Linked DNA regions of Mus musculus: region 1 is linked to region 2. The links are chromatin contacts, called in public Hi-C maps. All regions are on one chromosome and are shown on one strand. The core of a region is the stretch at or near the end of the contact, and the rest is flanking DNA. Distances in the headings are between cores, read along the strand shown.

The links. A called contact is a pair of places that touch in the nucleus more often than the background predicts.
Region 1: a contact with region 2 is called in a Hi-C map of liver, with 2.4 times the contacts expected there. The contact joins two enhancer-like sites. A contact is called at or near these places in 5 of 484 Hi-C or Micro-C datasets (erythroblasts, granulocyte-monocyte progenitors, liver and 2 more) and 2 of 115 datasets of contacts at active chromatin or transcription factors (neural progenitor cells and pancreatic cancer cells).

The regions. Positions count from the first base shown.
Region 1 is chr1:71,936,617-71,940,733 of GRCm38.p6, forward strand. No RefSeq gene overlaps it. Among named protein-coding and RNA genes, the nearest start is that of Gm28818, 39 kb to the left of the region's middle. Within about 2 kb of position 1,510, at least 66 of the 459 cell types and tissues checked have an H3K27ac peak or open chromatin away from gene starts, as enhancers often do. A contact at or near this core is called in liver and uterus, where this site is marked.
Region 2 is chr1:71,721,791-71,726,235 of GRCm38.p6, forward strand. No RefSeq gene overlaps it. Among named protein-coding and RNA genes, the nearest start is that of Gm30160, 4.4 kb to the right of the region's middle. Within about 2 kb of position 1,736, at least 28 of the 459 cell types and tissues checked have an H3K27ac peak or open chromatin away from gene starts, as enhancers often do. A contact at or near this core is called in liver and uterus, where this site is marked.

The DNA of each region.
Region 1 (4,117 bases), core at 260-2,759, 210 kb after region 2:
GTAAAAGCACAGTTCTGAACTTTGAAAGTGGCTTGCTCCCGTTCTTTGTTTCACCTTTGAACTTCAGAAGAGAAAGGAATTTTTTTGTGGATTTCCTGCAAGGCTGTAACACATTCCTTTGCAGTCACCTCACTTTTTTGACTTGGAGGATATGGGAACTTCACCTAAAGAAAGAGAATCAACTGTCATCAACTAAAAACTGCCATCAAGGAGTGCCAGCTCCCCTCAGAACTTCACTTCCAGAGGTTCCCCTTTGTGGTCCAGGGCGTGCCTGAAATGGATACAGGCATCGGAAGTTCTCAGGGTCCTTTATCAGTGTGAGCATCCCTTGAAGACATGATCCGTGTTTCCTCCTAGGCCAGGAAGTCTTTGTGCTTAACAAATGCTGACCATTTAGTTGGCTGCTAAAAGGTTCTCAGAGATCTGCCAAACACAGATAGCCTTTCATGTAGCCAGGTACTTGTTGATTCCATCTGACTTCAAAGGCTGGAGGAGCTGGGGTGGGGGTGGGGGTGTTCCTTGGTAATTCTCAGTTGATGAGTGAGAGAATCTTCAACTCCCACATTATCTCCCCTTGATCCACCACAGCTTCCATACAAGCACAGCTCATTTCTTTGTGCTTTGTTTGAGGGGTGTGTGTGTGTGTGTGTGTGTGTGTATGCTGGCGGGGAGGGTAAAGTAGATTGTTGTTACAGCAGTGCTGGTCACAGAGAGAGCAGCACAGGCCAGCAATGTACTGCTGAGCTATACTCCCAGACCTTTCTCTGTTTACTTAAAATGTTTGCCCTGGAAAGGTGAGATTTCCAGCATCATACAGAGGATAACTAAACTCAGTGTACTTAGTAAGAGTTTGTGTATCTTCTACGTGAAAAGCATATGCAAGGTCTTAGGGATAAGAGCCTCTCCTGTATGCCTTGAGTTTATAAACGTAAAAGCCCAAGACTTGGTGATGTGAATCTCGGCCCTGCTGCTTCCCAGCTGTGTGACTTAAGGCAGGTTAAGGAATGTCTCTGGATTTGTCACCCCACAAGCAAAATAAACATAACTCCCACTCCCAAGATGTCTGTGAGAATTTAGACAATACCTGAATTCTGCACAGACTTTCACGCATGCTCAAGACTTGATGAGAGACACTGTCCTGACCATTCTCCCTCTTCTGGATTTATTATTGTTAATATACTGACCTTTGAAGAAGATTCTCTGAGAAGTTTGCCATGGTTAATGCACTGGGTTAAATTACTTTCTCAAAGCAGTTACTCCGTCATCTGACTGGGCCCTAAAGGACCTTTCGAAAGAATTTTTCACTTGATGGGAAATTCTGATGAAGGTTCATGAGCACTGGGCCTGAGGCAGGTTCTGAGGGCAGAGGCTAAGGAGATGCTCCCAGAAGATACTGGATGGAGTCCGTGAGGAAAGCTGTTAACTGCGCCTCCCACGTCCTATAAACATCACATGAACAAGTACTGCCATGAGCAGGCAAGAGGCCTCTGTGTCCCAGCGGTGTGCAGAGTGCAAAGAGCAGCCTGGTGTCCTGCTCCAGTCTCCTTCTCTTGCTCTCACTTAGAGGGAACTGCGTAGAAGCGCCATTTGCGGCAGCTTTTAAGACGCTGCTTTTCTGCAAATCCTTGAACAAATATTAACTCATTCATCATCTCCTCACCTCTGAGAGTTGAGGAAGCAGGACCTGAGTAGAGGTGGGAATGTCATAATCCCATCTGTAAATTACAGTGCCAGCAGCGTTCATTAACAGACCCGGCTGAGACTTCAGGAAGCTAATTGCTCTCTCTTCCCTGCCACAGGATTCGCTCCAAAGGTGTTTGCACAGAATGGGGAACCTTCAATGCTGCCCTGCTGTAAGCCAGTTAGTTGGCCGTTTTGTGGCTCAAAAGATAACGGCAAGGAGAAAGAGAGAGGAAGGAGGCAGGAGAGGAGGAGGAAGGAGGAGGGAGAGAAGAGGGAGGAGGAAGAGAAAAAGAGGAAGAGAGAGAGGTAGGAGGGGTATGAGGAGAATTCCCTTTTTCAGATTTATTATGAACTATTAGTTAAACATTTTCAAGTGGGGGAAGTGCTGGTTAAAAGATACGCACCAACCACAAACATTTGAAAGCAGAATTGCAATGATTTCCACTGTGTCTGGTTGAATTAAGGCGTGCCCAGAAAGTTGTGCAACTGAAAGTCCTCCCAAACAATGAAGACGGTGATTGATGGCCCGGCCAGGACTCAAAAGTAAAAACAGGAGGTTGAGTAACCCCTACATAGGACTGTCTGCATGAAACTACGTTTACAGATGTTACAAAGTGGATCTTCCGCTGGCATGAGAGAGAGAAGTCGATGTTTGAGAAAATCTTTGGTTCCTTGGCTAGGAAGCCCTAGGTAGATTCTCTGCCCCAGTAGGTGCCCCCTAATCTCTTTCCACGAAACACCCGTAGCACACTAACCTCCTGCCCTATAGACTTTGCGTCATGATTTTCTTCCTGTCCTAGACAGGTTGGAAATAAGCAGGGCTCCCCAACTCTTCACTTGTCCCTGTTCTCTCCATCATTCCTTAAACCCCTTTTCTTTCTAGGATAATCACTGTGATAACTGGAGAAAAATAGTCTTACAAACGTGAGGGATGTGTATTTAAAATAAAGCCTAAAGTCATGTGGCCCCTCCCCGATTGTGTGAACGGGTCTTTTAGTGCTTAAAACATCAGTGGTAAACTTCTGTCTGCTGGAATACAATAAATCACCTTTCACCCTGTCCCAGGTAGACCTTAAAAAAATATTCTCTCTCTCTCTCTCTCTCTCTCTCTCTCTCTCTCTCTCTCTCTCTCTCTCCCTCCCTCCCTCCCTCCCTCCCTTCCCCCTTCCCTCCCTCCCTCCCTACCTCTCTCACTCTTGCTTCTGCCGCTTCTGTTCATACTTTGCACAAGATGCGCAAAGAGAGAGCAATTCACCTTACTCTTGTTAAAGAACCTACTCCATGGTGAGCATCATGACATTTAGTGTGACCTCGGAGAGGACGGTGACTGTCAGGTCCCATTACTCTGTCCTTCAGAGCCACCACTGGAAGTCACTCCAGAGGCCCCAGCAAAATGTTAGGTTGCTATCATGGACTCTCTTTCTTCTTAAATGAAAATCTCCCACGCTAGACATTCAGGAGAACTAATAATTTATAGATAGATAGATAATATGAGTGCTCAACACACTTGCTGCTATGGTGGTATCAGGTGGGATTTTGCATCTTCTAAATTAGAAAATATCAGAGGAAAAACAAGCTAAATATCCAAGATTTCATGGTTTCTTCAAACTTAAAGGTCATGGATCATTCTAACAAAATAAATTCCAAATTGCTCTAATTCATATATTTCAAATTTGCATCAATCTGTTGTTAAACAATTACTTTGATGCTCAAGGGAAGTTTGATATATATATTTAAGTTACTGAATCACCAGGCAGAGTAGCACACACCTTTAATCCTAGCATTTGGGAGGCAAAGGCAGGTAGATCTCTGTGAGTTCGAGGCCAGCCTTGTCTAGAAAATGAATTCCAGGACTATGTAGAGAGACTGTCGCAAAAATAAATACATACATACATACATACATACATACATACATACATACATAAATGTGAGTTACTGTGGACTTTTCTCTTGAAATTTCAAAGTGGACTAGAGAGATGGCTCAGCAGTTAAGAACACTGGTAGTTCTTCCAGAGAACCTTAGTTCCATTCCTAGCACCTACACAGTGGCTCATAACTACCTAAACTCTAGTCCCAGAGATCTGATATTGTCTTCTGGCCTCTGTGGGCACAGCAAGCATGTGGTGCATCAATATGCTAGCAAAACTCTCATATATACAAAATAAAAATAAGAGATAAATTAAAATCTCAAAAATTGTTTAAGAAAAAGAAAAAGAAGGCAATTTTAGCTGAAACTAAGAGGCCTTGGGTACCCAATGCCTGGGCAGCCTCATGCCTGTGGCAAATTAGGTTTCAATATGGCCAAGATGACTGTTTCTTCTGTGTTCCAGCTGCTGCGCCCCACTACCGCACCTCTGTCCACCCACCACTACTTCTTCAGAGCGGTGAGGACGGGAAGACGCTGATCTCATGTGTCCACCAAGCGTGTTACTCA
Region 2 (4,445 bases), core at 486-2,985:
CTAACTAAGAGATAGACTAGTTTCTAGGACTGGAGACTAGCTCTCCATGACCTTCTGGTGATTTTGGTCTTCTTTCCCACCACATTTGTCTTAAACCTTTTTCTTCTTCTCTTGAGATGTTCTCATGAATGTTAGCATGGTCCTTCAAAACACATGTTCCATTCCAATGCAAATCCTATCTTAAACAATGTATCTTTTAGACAGAAAGGCTCTATTCTGTTATCAGTGCATAGATAGAGTCCTCAGCAAAGATGAGTTCTGTGAGCCATCGACTTTACCATCCAGTGTGCATCAAGCTAGTGGGATAGTAACCCAGTTCTGATGCTGCCATCGTGGAAAAGTTGATCTTCTCTTCATCAAGCTAACATAGGGATGTTCTACATATGCAATAGATTCTGCCTTTAGACTAGTTCACTGTTATCTCTTCATTTGCAAGTTGTTAAACCACTTCTATAATAGAAGTCATAGAGAAGACACTGGACTAGCTAGCAGCTCATTTTATGCCATAATTGTCTGGTTAAAATAAGAAAAGTCACATTTTTTTGACCTTCTCAGTTTATCAGATTGAGAAACACGAATTGTTATTACATAGCATGCCTGGATCGTTAGCATTTCACAATCGCTAACATTTCATTACCCTTTCTGAGTACAAAATGTCACTAGGAACATATGTGAAATATTTAGGAACCTTGCCTAAGATACAATAGAACGTGAAAAATATTAGATTTGATATTTTGAGGATAAAAGGGAGGAGGAGGAAAAAATGTCTTGTTAGATTCCAATTAGAATTTTAAATTGGTTGAATGCTGAAGTCAGTCTTGCTTAATTGAATAGAGTTTGCCATCTGCCCACCCACATCCAGTCTTTCATGTCTCCCATTTGCATTCAAACCTTTACACGATCAGTTGTATCTCTAGAGCCAGACAAATTGAGACTGAGGAGTTTATTATATGTGTTGCAGATTATTGCATAACTTCATATTATATTAAGGCAGAGAATATTGGGTTTTCTAAGCTGTCAAGCAAAGCAGATCAAATTTTCCAAGTATTTTGATCATTCTTTCCTTTTTCTGTCATCTCTGGGATTAGCTCATCTTATAGCTATGTAAATGCCTTTCTTGTGTCCACACAGTAAGTTATGGGCTTTATTTAAAAGTCACTTTCAATTCAGTCTCTGACCAGCAGGCTCAGAGCCTTTATTCAACAGTGACACTTAAAAGCAAACGGAAATAATTGCATTTTTGTTAAGATATAATTACTATTGTATGCTAGAAAGAAAATTAAAATATTTTTCTTAGTAGTCAGCATTTCTGGTGGTCATAATGTTGGCCACATAAAAGGGTTCCTATTTTACAAAAGTACTCCTTTAACACACATAAGTTCATTTAAATGAGGAAGTATGCATGGTACTAGAATGAACCACATAATATTTGAGGCAAATATTAGTGCCTGTTATCTGTATAGTGCTTCTCAGGGAGGTTCATGCTAGCAGGAGCAGTCCCTGTCAATCATTTATCTCTCACTGTTTTAACGTTGGAAGAGTTGTATATATAAACTGTTCAGTAAAATTAGCACCAATTCCTGATGGCGCTTAGAGACTATACTATGCATAACTAATATCTAGGGGAGAGGAGTGTGTGTGAGCATGTCTGTGCACACACATGCATGTGCACATGGAGACTGACAGACACTCTCACATAGAGTTTCTCAGATTCTTTCACTTTAGTGGCCTGGAGCGTCATAGTCAGACTAAGCTGGCCGGCCGGTGAGCTCCATTCCGAGGATGACAGGTGTACACTGCCCCATCTGGCTTTTTCATGTGAATTCTCTATATTGAACTCAGGGCGTCTTCATGCTTGCACAGCAAGCACTTACATGAGCCATGCCCCATACCCCATACCTAGCATTTTCTAGAGACAGTATGGATTAAAAGGAAATTTTACTTATCATTTAGAATATTAGAATATTTTCTTTATATATTTTTATTCCCTTGAGATGAGACAAAGGTCACTAGAATGTATAGAGTCCATTTATTTATTTTTTCCACTTTTGGTTCAAAAAGAAGCGCTCCCAGTTCTCAGAACAAGCAGGCTTACTTTGGCTTATGTTTTTATTTGCGCTTGTCTCCACAGCCCTCTTTGTGCCTGTTTTTCCCTTTCCGGCCCTTTTGAGTCATATGTTGACATAACTCAGTGCAAAGCCTTGGGTTTGAAGAGAAGTGGACACTAAGTCCAGGTACACAGAGATTCTTGTCTGATAACACCGCAAACACTCTGCCTGCAGACTTCCTACATTTGAGACATAATATTTTCGAACACTAATTTGCCAAGCAGGTTGGCGGTGACTCTGCCTGCCTGCTGCTGCTTGTCTGAATTAGGAAGGCTCTGTCTACCCTCTCTGACTCCGGGTTTGTTTCTCAAGTAGACACACTAATAAAGAGCTCCTTTTGAAGTAGGGAATCTAGGCTTTTTTTCTTCCCTAAGCTGTGGAGACAATTTTCAAAAGTAACTTCTTTACTTTTGATGAAACACAACTCACAGCTCATCTCAGAAAGAAAAACATCTCAAATTTTGCACTGTTGAAAATTTCAGTCCAAGAAGCTGTGTCTTTTTTTTTTTTTTTTTTTTTTTTTTTGATCATTTGATAACCTTCCCTTTCTTCTCTATGGCTTCACAGTTTGGAGGTTATAGGCACCTAAAGTCATTGTTCCTATCTGATGTTTTCAACTGTGCTCGGGTTGTTACATTTACTACTTAAGAGAGAAACAACAGGCGACATGGAGGGAAGAAAGGAAGCAACAAAGTTACCAGGCAGAGCTGAGAGCCCAAGAGTGGGAGGTGGAGGAACCAGAGGCGCTTTAAACACCAAGTTTCTTACTTTAACATGTGGAGAATTTCATGAGTCTGGTTCTTTCGTGAAACAAAATAAGCAAAATGGAAGATTTAATGAAGAAGTTTTGCATATTTAAAACTGGAGAAACAGGGGCTGAGAAGACAGCTCAGTGAATAAACAGCTTCCCCCAAAACCCACTATGCCCTGTAGTCCAGTGCTCCTATATCAAGTGAAAGGATGGAGAGAAAGAAATCTGCACTCCTGGACCAGCCTGGAAATACATAGCAGAAAACAGGAGACTCTGTCTCAAGGCAGATAGTGAGGACTGACACCCAAGGCTGACTAGATCTCCTCACACTTGTATACATTGTTTTTTGTTTTTTGTTTTGTTTTTTAAGATTTAAGGAAAGATGTGCGGGGCTGGAGAGATGGCTCAGTGGTTAAGAGCATTAACTGTTCTTCCAGAGGTCCTGAGTTCAATTCTCAGTCACCACATGGTGGCTCACAACCATCTGCAATAGGATCAGATGCCTTCTTCTGGTTTGTCTGAAGACAGCAACACCACCAAATAAATAAAATAAAAAAGATGTGCCTATAAAAAAATGCCTTGCAGGTTTCACATAAATACACACAGGCACACATATACACATATGCCCATGCATATGCAAAGGCACATGAGAGAGAGGCAGGACTTGATAAGAAGCGCATAAAAAGGCAAAAACGAAGTTTCATAGGTGATGGATTAGCTAACTGGCCACACATTGCTTGTTACCTGGCACTCGGCCCTTCTCCCATCTGAGAAATTCTTTCACTGCTGAAGTCATGGCCTTATGACGCGCCTTGCTTTGTGTTTTCTGAAATCCAGCAACTATAGTGGCAAGATGCACCTGGTCCCTTTGATGTATGGGGTGGGGATCGGGGAGAGACACTTCATAATAACTTAGCCAATGAGTGGATGGACAAATAGATGGTACTTTCCCTACTCAGTACTAGTCGTATTACAACAAGAAAACAGTTTTCAATTTGGAACGCCTCAATTTTGGAAGATCCAGAGGAGACGGAATAGTAATGCATTGGCAAACTGCACTGAAACAAAAGGGTTGAAGAGACTGGCAGCACTTAACTGGGAAAAGAGAAGAGAGGTAACCTAAGGTCAGCCATCCAGCTTTGAAGGTATGTGACACCATGTCTGCTACCAGCTGTTCTCCTTGTCCATCCGAGAAGCAGAGGCCAAGTCCTCACCCGGCATCTGCCAAATATGGGGGAAATTTTCTTGTTGGAAGGAGTGGCCACGCTAAAATGTAAATTGTTAACTGTGCAAAAACTTTTAGGCAGTTGCTTAAATGTTGGATTATGTTGGGTCTTCCTGCGTGTTTGAACACAATACTGGTGCCACAGGTAGCACTGTTCCTTATAAGCCTGTAAGGACAGAAACACGTTTTAAGAGAACAAGTATGAATGAAGGTCCACAATTCGTAGAATTTAAAATTTGTGTTCATAAATAAATGAAATCAAAACCAAAGCTCTTTTCAACAGGGAGTTCCATGTTAACACTAACATGATGGTCTCTTTTTTTTTTTAAATTCTATATTTGACACAAGGAAGCCCCGAATC